2 separate regions of the Triticum aestivum genome follow, and region 1 is linked to region 2. Evidence: chromatin contacts called from public Hi-C data. All regions are on one chromosome and are shown on one strand. The core of a region is the stretch at or near the end of the contact, and the rest is flanking DNA. Distances in the headings are between cores, read along the strand shown. Region 1 has its middle 79 kb from the start of LOC100873145. Region 2 holds the start of LOC100873145 (transcription factor NIGTH1).

Region 1 (6,294 bases), core at 3,589-6,088, 81 kb after region 2:
GGCTGGTGCGCCCCCCTTGGGCCCCCCTGCGCCTAGGGTTGGAAACCCTAGGTGGGGGGGCGCACCACTTGCCTTGGGGGGCACTCCACCCCCCTTGGCCGCCGCCCCCCCTTGGGAGATTGATCTCCCAGGGCCGGCGCCCCCCCTGGGGGCCTATATAAAGGAGGGCAAGGGGGAGGGCAGCCGCACCCAAGTCTTGGCGCCTCCCTTCCCCTGCTACACCTCGTCCTCCTCCCGCAGCAGCTTGGCGAAGCCCTGCCGGAGTTCTGCTGCATCCACCACAACGCCGTCGTGCTGCTGGATCATCATCAACCTCTCCTTCCCCCTTGCTGGATCAAGACGGAGGAGACGTCACGCTGACCGTACGTGTGTTAAACGCGGAGGTGCCGTCCGTTCGGCGCTAGGATCTCCGGTGATAGGATCACGACGAGAACGACTACTTCAACCCCGTTCTTTTGAACGCTTCCACTCGCGATCTACAAAGTGGTATGTAGATACATCTCTCCTATGACTCGTTGCTTAGATGAACTCATAGATGGATCTTGGTGAAACCGTAGGAAAAATTTTATTTTCCGCAACGTTCCCAATAAGAGCACCACAACCTCACGTGTTGGGACCCACATCTAGTTCAGAACGAGCTGGATGTGTGCATGTTGGCCCCATTAAACTGAACTCAACCAGCATGTTAGCATTTTTTACATAGAAAAATCATCAGGTGGGGCCAACTTATGTAGATTTCCTGTACTCCATTTTCCTGGATTCCGAACACCTATGCCATCGTTCTTACATGGTCTATGTATTCCTCGGTTTGACACATTGTTTCCTTTCCTTTTCCCTCAATTTCTCCCAATCCTTTAGTTTCCCTCCCTTTGATCCGAACAGGGCCTGAATGTGTGCATGCATTTGGCTAACGAATCTCTCCCATCCCACCACCCAAAAGGTGGAGGATGCAAGGAGTAGTACCATCCAAGGACATGGCCGGCATTTTCTTTTCAGTAGTGGTGGATTGGATTAGATTCCCCATGCACGCAGACGCAGTGCATGATGAGCTAAACTATGCTTGCAATTGCATTGCATGGCTGAATTGGGTTCTGAATTTGTGATGCCTTGTCTTCTCCTCCTCCTTTGTGGTGATGGCAACCTCTGGGCTGCATTTGCATCGCTTGGTCCCTTTCTTGCTAGTGCATACGTGCAGACGATTCTCCTCCTCCACTCCACTCCACATGAGACGATACGATAGATGGAGGAGTGGTAGAGACTAGAGAGGCAGAGGTATATATGCATGTGCGGCAATTATTGTCACCATTTTGATGGGAGCTTCCATCAGAAGCATGTCTCCAATAGCCCATAGGATCTGTATTCCAATCTTGATGTACACGATGAAATGGATGGAAAGACCTAGCGTGTGTTGTGGCGCACCTTCTTTCAGTTAACTACTACAGTACTAGGTGGAAACCCGTGAGTGGATTTTCAAAGAAGTTCAAATCAAACACAATCAAGGATTCATGATTTTCCCCTGAAAAAGAAAAGATTAATGATTTTCAGAGTAAAACAAATCTTTGGCGCTGAGTTTCTCGCACCAACGCATTCGATCCATCCCAAGTCGCCGTCGATCTTGCAGAGGGAAGAGTAGCAAGTGTGAACAAATTATATTTGCTGTTCTTTGTGGAAGAAACTTTTTCCAGCGAGACGATGGCACAGGGGCCAATAATTGAGTGGTACTACTCCTTGATCGGGCAGGCCTGGAATATTCATGATCGTGGATCACAAGGAGAAAGGGAAAGGGATCCAAAAACCCAATCAACAGGTGGTGGTTGGCGCGGCAATGGCAATGCCATCCATGCCATGCCATGGTTTCTTGGGGTCACAGGAGGCGCCACACAACTCATCAAACGGCTCCTCGAGGCTTCGAGGAGGCAAAGGTTATCGCCCCCACCCCCATCAGTGCAGATTCGGATCGCTATACAGACGGCCCCTCGATATTCCCTTGTGTGTTACGTACAGTACACTGGTAGATTAGTTTTAGCTGTACTACTAGTACTGTTCTCTCTCGATCTCTTCTTGCATGTCCTACTCCAATGAAGAAAAACAAATTTTCCACGTGGAAGAGAAGCTTCCCATTGACAGCTATAGAGATTCACCTTTGCGTCTTCAATCTTCCCTATCATTATTTTTCCCTTCAAGCCATGGAACCTGATAAGGCCTGCATCGAATATGCGATTTTTTTTTCCTCGGTATAAATTTTCTGCAAATAGAACAGAGATGAAAATACCACATGACGAATAAGAGACATCTTTGCATGCTTATCTATAGGATTTGACAGCCAATTTATCTTTTACTCCGTCAAATTTGATTACCACAAAAAGAATACTAGTATTATTGGTTCGCTTGGCTTCTGCATATGCAAACACTGAAACTTGAGACCATATCATATATGGAATAAAACTACTATCAAATACTCATCTCTTTTGTGGAAAAGGAATATACTCCTACTAGACTAAATCTGGAGTTGAAGTTTACTTATCAGTGGCTCCTGATTGGCCAGTATGGCCAGTTGCCAGCAGAATCAGAACCTTAGCTAGCTGCCATGTTGGAACACCTAACCTTGGTCATATCTAAGCCAGAAAATGCCTCTTGTGCACTAATTTAATCATCCTAGCCATAATTGGCCCTTGCTCGCCGTTTGGGCCACATTCCCTTGTTAATTAAACCATAATAGGATAGATGATCTCGATGCAAGATTCCACGCTTGGATCGACAAGATAACATATAGTACAAGCATTGTAGCCTGGAATCTGGAGTATATCTCCCCAAGATTCGACAGCGAATATGTTGATCGACAAAGTCTCTCCATTTGACCAAACATGCACATTTTCTTTTTCCGCCTTCTTCTTCTGACCGATCGACTAATAATAATATTAAGATTTATGGGTTAATCGGACGTCGACCTCAGAGTACTGGAGCTGCGGTAGTAGTTAGGCACTTAGGCTGCTCTTGTTAATTGCCGGCTCCTTAGGAGATTACACGTGTGATTTTTCTCTTGTGCCAACATGGTAGAATATTTCGCTGCCACTTGAAAGATGCGTATCTCGCGGAAATTATTGTATATGTGTTGATGAGTCACAATACCTTTGTAGAGTGTATGCATGCTGCTGAATAACATCATAGCATCCACGTACGTAGTAGGATTGGCATAGTGGTTTCTAAGTCATGTACACAAGGAACAGTGATGCATTCCCTCATGTCTACATTTTATTTAATTAGGCCTCATCATATCCATGTACATACATACATAGCTAACATTTCCTTTCTAGGTCAAGCATTTGAATATTGTAATACCGCTAGAGTAGATTTTATTTTTAACCACTTCGTGGCATGTCTAAACCTTCTTCTTAATCAATGAAATGGTAAATCTTTTGCCTTGTTTTAAAAAATAAATAAATCTGTTTGATAGTACCTAGAGGCTAAAGCTAAAGAAATGTTTGACCTAGAAAAGTAGAGGTTTAACTAATGGTGGAACATGCATGCCCAAGTGGCCGAGCCCAACACACCAAAAGTCTATTGACTTTGTGCAATGTCACCGAGAAGAAACAATAGTACAGGGAAGCGAAAAATTGCTATAGTAGTACGTACTCCACTAGTGACCCTGGCCCTGTCCTAAAGCCTAAAGTTAAAGGGGCCAGGCAGGGCCATCCATCGCTTGTTCTAGTTGATGCGAATCAGGATGAGGGGGCAACTACAAGTGGGCAGAAAGTGGTTACTGTTCCAGATTTGTCTTGCTGCTGCTATCAGAAATTCATATTGGCCAACACATGACAGTGGGCTGCACTGCACCAAACTGACTTGCACCATGTCAGTTCATCCTCCTTATCTGTCTGCTCATCAAGCGCACAGTTTTTGCTTTTGTCGAAACGGAGGCATCAAGCGCACAATTACATAGCATAATTTACCTACTTACTAGTAACTTTGCCGACCTTGTCCTTCCTTTCTATCTGGTCCCCCGTCGCTTCTTATCTAGCCCAACAACCTTTCACAGCTACTCCTATCTATCTACTGTGTAGTTTAGGTGTAGGTCTAGTGTGTGTGCAGGTAGCATATGGAGCAATGTCTATTCGCAAAAAAAGAAGAAGAGAGGAGCAATGTCAACCTGTCATGGATAAAAGAGCCCACGGAATTGCAGTTCCGTCCATTACATACAAGGAAATTCACATGCCTGTTCCTTTCAACAGAAAGAGGAAGGAGAAAAGGTGGTGCAGTGGGCAATCTTGTTCTTGTGTAAAGGGCATGCTGCAATCCATATCCATAGTGGCAGACATTCAGAAGAACCATCTATTCTATTGTATTCTATGCATGATCATTCATGCCAACTGGAGCAGTGGAGGAGTGTTTTTACTGCTCGCGCGTCATAGTGATATGTCTGTACTCTTTCTTTCTGAGGTAAAGTGATGTACTTTCATACAGCAAAGGTACAAAGTCTGTATACAGGTATTGCATGTGCGGACGCTGCTTCGGCGCCTTAAGGCACCTGCCTTTGGGCCTATGACACGTGGGCCTAACAGGTGGCTAGCCCACCTGTCATGGACCCAAAGGTAGGTGCCTTTAAGGCACCGAAGCTCTGTCCTGCCTGTGCATAGGACGCAAAGGATCAAAATCGAACACAACCCGATCCACTGCCTTGCTCTTTTTCTTCCCTGAGCTTTAAGTACATGCATGTAATTCGATCGCTGGTCAGTGTCCTCGACAATTTATTGGTGGCCAAAATGCAAGACACGTGTACGGTCGATACGTATGGAATCATGGCGCCAATCTTTCAGGACAGTGACGGCACCTTGCCAGAATCCGCCGGACGGCTTGATGGGCGGCACTGATTTGTATGGGTCCATCTCCACCTATCATTTTACTGGCTGTGAGCCTGTGAGGCTAGTCATAGTGGGAGTAATTTAGACTAGTAACATACATATGTTACTATTCCATGTTACCATTTTCATAGTGGGAAGTGTTATAAGTGTAGTAACATGCATATTTTTATTTATTGCTTTGTAGATTCATTTTGTATTGGAAACCGCTATGTGATGGTAACATATTATGTTACTCTATTTGTCTCTTTCCTCTTTAATTACATGACACGTTATTTTTTTTGCTTACATGACATCTATATTACTACTTATGTTACTACCATTATGACTAGCCTAGTAGCTTGATGAAAATTCTCGGGCCCTAGACGAGATCGTCACCTCGCTGGCTGGAGCCCAGAACTACGAATCTCCTCCCCTCAATGCCAACAAACTTATTAAGGCCGTACGCAAATGCTCCTACCAACAGAAGCTGCAACAGTTGAGTATGTACATGAGCGGCAGCACAACTAGATATCTACCTCTGGATGCGTACAATACATAGGCATAGGTCGCTATCTACCACAGTCCACAGTGGATTCGCGCAGATTCGATTCCGCTTTGCAGAGCAGAGCATATTCACGCAATTTGCATCGACAAGGATGCGCATGCGCACAAGTCGCTGTTAATTCTTTGTTTGAAACTACGCTCAGTTTGCAGTCTGCCCCTCGCTGTGATTGTTTCGTCGCCGTTATAGCTGCAGAGACGGAATAAGATCACCGGGAGGAGGAGCTTAGCATACTTCGTATATTGTTGACCCGCAAAATGCGTATACAGTTCGCTGAAAAACGGTTTTACGGGTCGATGCGGGCTGCAGTTGTAGACCTCGCGTAACCGACCCGTAAATATGTTGTTTTACGGGTCGGCTACGCGGGTCTGCTCGACCGCAACCCACGTCGTCCCACAAACCAAAAACCCCCGATTAGCGAATTTGACAGTGATTCCAACACTTGAGTTAAAATTCGATGAATAAAACATAGTTCGCGTGCAAATAAAAAGCATAGTTTTGTACTCCCTCCGTCCAGGTGTGTTGGGTGCCTAAGGAAGGGCAGCGTGATCTAGGCGCGAGGGGAGTGGGTGAAGGGAAAAATTTAAACCAGGAAAATAGCTAATTACCGAGCAAGTTTAGCCCTTAATTCTTGCTGGTAAATCTCGCTAGACACGCCAATTTATTGCCTGACCTTTTCCTTCCTCAACTAGCTGCGCATGCATGCAACAATACGTGTGCTAGTTAATTGCCTTCCAATTTTTCCCTCGGGCTGACCAATAATCAACTAACTAATTGTGCATGCATTGGCTTAACACATACCGCAGGTCATCAGTTTTCATTCACACGACATTTAAAAATGGTTGCACGGGGAGCCAAAACAAGAGACTGTAAAACGAGGCTGGTTTAACTACC
Region 2 (6,174 bases), core at 303-2,802:
TCCAGAGCCCTCCCATGAGCACGATCGGCCGGTTGGCTGCCGGAGATCCTGGCGCCCTTCGGTTGTGCAGACGGTATTTCTGAACCATAAGAAAAACAATACATGATTCACATTAGTGTCAATGCAAATTAGTAAAAGCTAGTAATAAATTCCATCATTAGTAGTACATGGACAGAAGTTTGTGAAAGATAGTGGTGAATTGCTCACCTGGAGATGGCTCTTCACTTCATCATTGGTCAGGCCATCCACCTTCATCAGCTCCCTGATTTGCTTTGGAGTAGCAACTGCAATCATGGCAAGGATAACAGCCATGTAAGCTCTCAATAATTTGCTGCTACTATATATATCTACTGGGTGTTCTTGATATTATATCCAGTTCTGGGAGTATTTGTGAAGCGCTCACCTTGGGGACCACCGAGTTGGTGCAGGGCAGTGACGAACTGGCGGTGCAGCTCCGGCGACCAGCACCGCCGCGCCTTCCTCGCTTGCTGCTGCTGCTGCTGCTGCTGTGCTGTCTGCTGCGACTGCGCCTGGAGGCTTAGGGAAGGGGCAGCCGGTGCCAGGGCGGCCGCAGCCCTCGCCGCTTCTTGCGCAAATCCCACAAGCTGACGGCGGCTTTCTTCAGCGCCGCCGGTAGCAGCAGCCAGAGAGGTCTTGATCGGTGCCGGCGACAGAAACGGCAGATCCGGCATCCCCACAGCCTTGTCATCCTTCCTCAAACTCGGCGGCGCGAACGCCGGCGCGCCGGAGCCCACGGCCTTGAACGGTAAGGCAGCGCCGTCGCGAGATTCCGGCACCGACGACCTCCTCCTCTCACCCTGCTTCTGCAATCGTAAAAAGGCGCAAACTTTCAGAACCCCAAACACAATAAAACCACCACGATTTAATGATCATAAATGCTTCATCGACAACAAGCAAGCACGCGGGCAACTGAATCGCCGGATCCTACCTCGGAAGCATCGTCCCCCGGGACGGAATCGCCGGTCCAGAGCTGCGCGGTGCTCATCCAGTTGCTCTTGTCGCCTGCGCCGGCGTCCTCCTTGTCCTCTCCTCGATCGCCGCCTCTCTTCTTCTCCTCCACCTCCTTCTTCATCACATCAATCACTGCGCAAGCAACCAAACCACGTCAAGAAAGGCTCCCCAAAAAGAAGAAAACAACAAAGGGATAATAGCTAGTACTAGCACAAGCAAGCAAGCAAGAAGTTTCTCTCTCACCGTCAGCGAGGAGGCGTGCGCAGAGGGGGAGCTCGCGCCGGAACACCTCGATCTTGCTCTTCTCCTCCTCCAGCCTCCGGATACAGTCGTCCATGGCGGCCGCCGGCGCTTCCCTCACCCGCCCCAGGCTCTTGGCCGCGAACATCTTCAAATCCAGGCTCAAATCTGCGCCCATGCCGATCTCTCCTACATCCAGACCCATGGTTTTACACCGGAGCTCTCGCTCTCCAAACGGAATCTTTACTGACTTGTTGCAAGAGAAAGTATGAGGTGGATGTGAACTGGAGGGAGGAGGTGGGTGAATGGGGACGTTTATATAGAGGAGGAGAAGCATTGGGAGGGGGGAGAATCTCGAGAGTGTGCGAGGATGAGACGAGGACGATTTTTCACGTCACCTACAGATAGCTACAATGAACGTCAGTTTCCATCAAGGCCCTTGGATTTTATGGCTTTTAAGCTTTAGCCCACTTGCCTATGCATGCCAACAAATTCAAAATATGTCTTGTACACACCTTTTTTTTTGCGGGTGTTGTACACACTTTCAACCAGATTGAGCTTGTGCTATTGGGGTCAGAGGGAAGATGCAAAATGCCTTTTTGTTCAGGCTATTAGAAGAAGAAGAAAATATGCGGTCGTATTAATTGGAAATGTTTAGTTTTGGAAGCAATTAATCGTAGGCGTCAAATACGTGTGTATCTTATCAAGGTAGTATATCGATCGGATACGATAGACAGCGGGGGATGTGTACATAAATTACGAATTTAATGGTATACGTATTCATTCTATATTCTGGATTTGTATTAGCTGGATATAATGATTTGTCTAGATATGCATGCATACGCGGCACCGAGGTTACATAATAAGTTCGTGTTGATTGTCTCGTAAAAGTGCATGGTTGGTTTCTTTTTCTTTAATTTTTGCGGTTGGTCATTATGATTTTCTTTCGTTTTATCTTTTGAATTTAGCTTTGGTACAATTTTATGCTTCTTCGGAACATAGTGAGTTGCGCTCATGGGTCAAGTTCCATATTTGTTGTTATATTAGTTTTGCAACTTGTAACACCGAACACTCTAATCAACATTGACTTCTCGTGCAAAAATATGACATAAACTGCTCTCTAAACCGTCTTCACTTCAATTTTCTATACATGTCTAACTTCATGATCATGTTTGGTTGGTGGTCACCCGGTTGTGAAGTTTTCAACAACCAAAATAGGTAAAAGTATGGCATGCCTTATATAAACAGTTATCACACATGGCCATGAGGTACTTTCTTGTGAAAAATGTATACCTCGTATTTGGCCATAGAAAGTGTATTCTACCTCACAACCTAGTAGGATATATGCATCACGTCACAACTATGAAAGTAATAAAGAAACATCAAACACAACAGTAATCCCAAAGTCGAATTTCAAGACCCAATTCATGAGAAGATATGAATTGCCCCCCTTTGATCTTTGTCTCATTAGAGTGGTGACATCATTTCACAGTGGCATATGCATGGGTTTTTTGAAATATCCAGCCACAAGATATCCTTTTAGGAAACACCTCCAAATATGCATCACCCGGCCCGTAGGATAGTTAGCATGCTATATGGTGTCATTATTACTAATTTTATCCATTGCTAGCCTAAAGTAAAATGCAGAATATGTTATCATCTACAACGGACTATAGGACACTCTAAACTAAACTGAAAGTTGAATCAGCATTAACTTTTTATATATGAACTAAGTTTAGGTATACCCTATGAATATTTGATGAAGCAGCATCTGAATCGTTAGCACTTGCATAAAATAATATACAGATTAAATTGCATACATATTCATTCTCAATCGCTAGCACTTGCGTAAAAGAATATACCCTATGAATACTTGATGAAGGAGCATCTCAATTGTAACAGACATATCTCTTAGAAGAAAGAAAAATATGCGATGGTACTAATTGGACATGTTGAGTTTTGGTATCAATTAATCATAAGCGGCAAATACGAGTGTATCTTATCAAGGTAGTATATTGGCCAGATACAATACACAGGGGTAATATGTACATAAATTACAAATTTAATTGCATTCGTATTCGTTCAATATTTTGGATTTGTATTAGCTGGATACATTGTTTTGTCTAGATATGCATGTCTACACAACACTGAGGTTACATAATAAGTTCGTATTCATTGTCTCATAAAAGCGCGTCGTTGATTCTCTTTTCTTTATTTTTTGCGGATGGTCAATATAATTTTCTTTCGTTTTATCTTTTGAATTTAGCTTGTGTACAATTTTCATTCTCTCGCAAAAGCGCGACGATTTTCTTTCCCATTTTAGTCTCACTAGTGAGAGTCTAGGCATGTTTGGTTGGTTGTCACTCAGTTCTGAAGTTTTCAACAACCAGAATAGGTAAAAGTATGGCATGCCTTATATAAATAGTTGTCACACATGGTCATGAGGTATTTTCTTGTGAAAAATGTATACCTCATATTTGGACATAGAAAGTGTATCTATCGCACAAGTAGTAGAATACACACATATCATGTCCATGTAAAAACTAGCACTTGACAACTATGAAGTAACAAAGAAACATCAAGCACAAACAGTAATCCCGAAGTCGAATTTAGAGACTCAATCCGTGAGAAGATATGAATTGCCCCCACTTTGATCTTTATCTCATTAGAGTGGTGACATCATTTCACAATGGAATATGCATGGGGTTTTTGAAATATCCAGCCACAAGATATTCTTTTTTAGAAAACACCCTCAAATATGCATCATCCGGCCTGTAGGATTGCTAGCATGCTATATTTTGTCATTCCCACTACCAATTTTAGCCATTGCTAGGTTGAAGTAAAATGCAGAATATGTTATCATCTACAACGGACTATAGAACACTCTAGTATAAACTAAAAGTTGAATAATTATTAATTTTTAATGTTAGAACTAAATTTAGGTATACCCTATGAATATTTGATGAAGCAACATCTCAATCGTTAGCACATGCGTAAAAGAATATACAGATTAAATTGCATATGTATTCATTCTCAATCGCTAGCACTTGCATAAAAGAATATAGCCTATGAATACTTGATGAAGGAGCATCTCAATTGTAACAGACAGATCTCTTAGAAGAAAGAAAAATATGCGATGGTACTAATTGGACATGTTGAGTTTTGGTATCAATTAATCGTAAGCGGCAAATACGAGTGTATCTTATCAAGGTAGTATATTGGCCAGATACAATACAGAGGGGTAATATGTACATAAATGACAAATTTAATTGCATGCGTATTCGTTCAATATTTTGGATTTGTATTAGCTGGATATATTGTTTTGTCTAGATATGCATGTGTATGCAGCACTGAGGTTATATAATAAGTTTGTATTCATTGTCTCATAAAAGCGCGTCGTTGATTCTCTTTTCTTTAATTTTTGCGGTTGGTCAATATAATTTTCTTTCGTTTTATTTGTTGAATTTAGCTTTTGTATAATTTTTATTCTCTCGCAAAAGCGCGATGATTTTCTTTCCCATTTTAGTCTCACTAGTGAGAGTCTAGGCATGTTTGGTTGGTTGTCACTCGGTTCTGAAGTTTTCAACAACCAGAATAGGTAAAAGCATGGCATGCCTTATATAAATAGTTGTCACACATGGTCATGAGGTATTTTCTTGTGAAAAATGTATACCTCATATTTGGACACAGAAAGTGTATCTATTGCACAAGTAGTAGAATACACACATATCATGTCCATGTAAAAACTAGCACTTGACAAGTATGAAAGTAACAAAGAAACATCAAGCACAATAGTAATCCCGAAGTCGAATTTAGAGACCCAATCCGTGAGAAGATATGAATTGCCCCACTTTGATCTTTATCTCATTAGAGTGGTGACACCATTTCACAATGGAATATGCATGGGGGTTTTGAAATATCCAGCCACAAGATATTCTTTTTTAGGAAACACCTCCAAATATGCATCACTCGGCCTGTAGGATTTCTAGCATGCTATATTGTGTCATTCCACTACTAATTTTAGCCATTGCTAGCTTGAAGTAAAATGCAGAACATGTTATCATCTACAACGGACTATAGAACACTCTAATATAAACTAAAAGTTGAATAATTATTAATTTTTAATATTAGAACTAAATTTAGGTATACCCTATGAATATTTGATGAAGCAACATCTCAATCGTTAGCACATGTGTAAAAGAATATACAAATTTAATTGCATACATATTCGTTCTCAATCGCTAGCACTTGTTTAAAAGAATATACTCTATGAATATTTGATGAAGCAGCATCTCAATCGTAACAGATAGATCTGTTAGAAGAAAGAAAAATATGCGATAGTACTAATTGGATGCTGAGTTTTGGTTTCAATTAATCGAAAGCACAAATGCGAGTGCATCTTATCAAGGTAGTATATTCGGTCAGATATGATAGGCGGGGGTGATTTGTATGTAAATTGCAAATTTAATTGCATATGCATGTATTCATTCTATATTCTGAATTTGTATTAGCTGGATATATTGATTGTCTCGATATGCATGGGTATGCGGCGTTGGGGTTACATAATAAGTTCATATTCATTACCTCACAAAAGCGCGTCGTTGATTTCCTTTTCTTTAATTTTTGAGGTAGGTCAATATAATTTTGTTTCGTCCTACCTTTTGAATTTAGCTTTTGTACAATTTTCATCATCTCATAAAAGCGCGTCATTGATTTTCTTTCACCATTTTAGTCTCACCGGTGAGAGTCTACACATGTTTGGTTGGTTGTCACCCGGTTCTGAAGTTTTCAACAACCAGAATAGATAAAAGTACGTCATGCCTTATATAAATAGCTGTCACACATGATCATGAGGTATTTTCTCGTGAAAAATGTATATCTCGTATTTGGCCACAAAAAGTGTATCTACCGCACAGCCTATTCTTGTGAAAAATGTATACCTTGTATTTGGCTATAGAAAGT

What was found. A called contact is a pair of places that touch in the nucleus more often than the background predicts.
Region 1: a Hi-C map of leaf shows a contact between it and region 2, with 4 times the contacts expected there. The contact joins the enhancer-like site here to the promoter of LOC100873145 in region 2. A contact is called at or near these places in 4 of 5 Hi-C or Micro-C datasets (leaf and an unstated tissue) and 1 of 1 datasets of contacts at active chromatin or transcription factors (leaf).

Annotation. Positions count from the first base shown.
Region 1 is chr2B:391,769,578-391,775,871 of IWGSC CS RefSeq v2.1, forward strand. No RefSeq gene overlaps it. Among protein-coding and RNA genes, the nearest start is that of LOC100873145, 79 kb to the left of the region's middle. Within about 2 kb of position 4,839, at least 6 of the 8 cell types and tissues checked have an H3K27ac peak or open chromatin away from gene starts, as enhancers often do. A contact at or near this core is called in leaf, where this site is marked.
Region 2 is chr2B:391,691,946-391,698,119 of IWGSC CS RefSeq v2.1, forward strand. It overlaps LOC100873145 (transcription factor NIGTH1), which reads right to left and starts at 1,553. Exons shown (of 5, transcript XM_044468009.1): 1 at 1,216-1,553; 2 at 950-1,104; 3 at 404-824; 4 at 208-284; 5 at 1-79. The coding sequence starts at 1,549.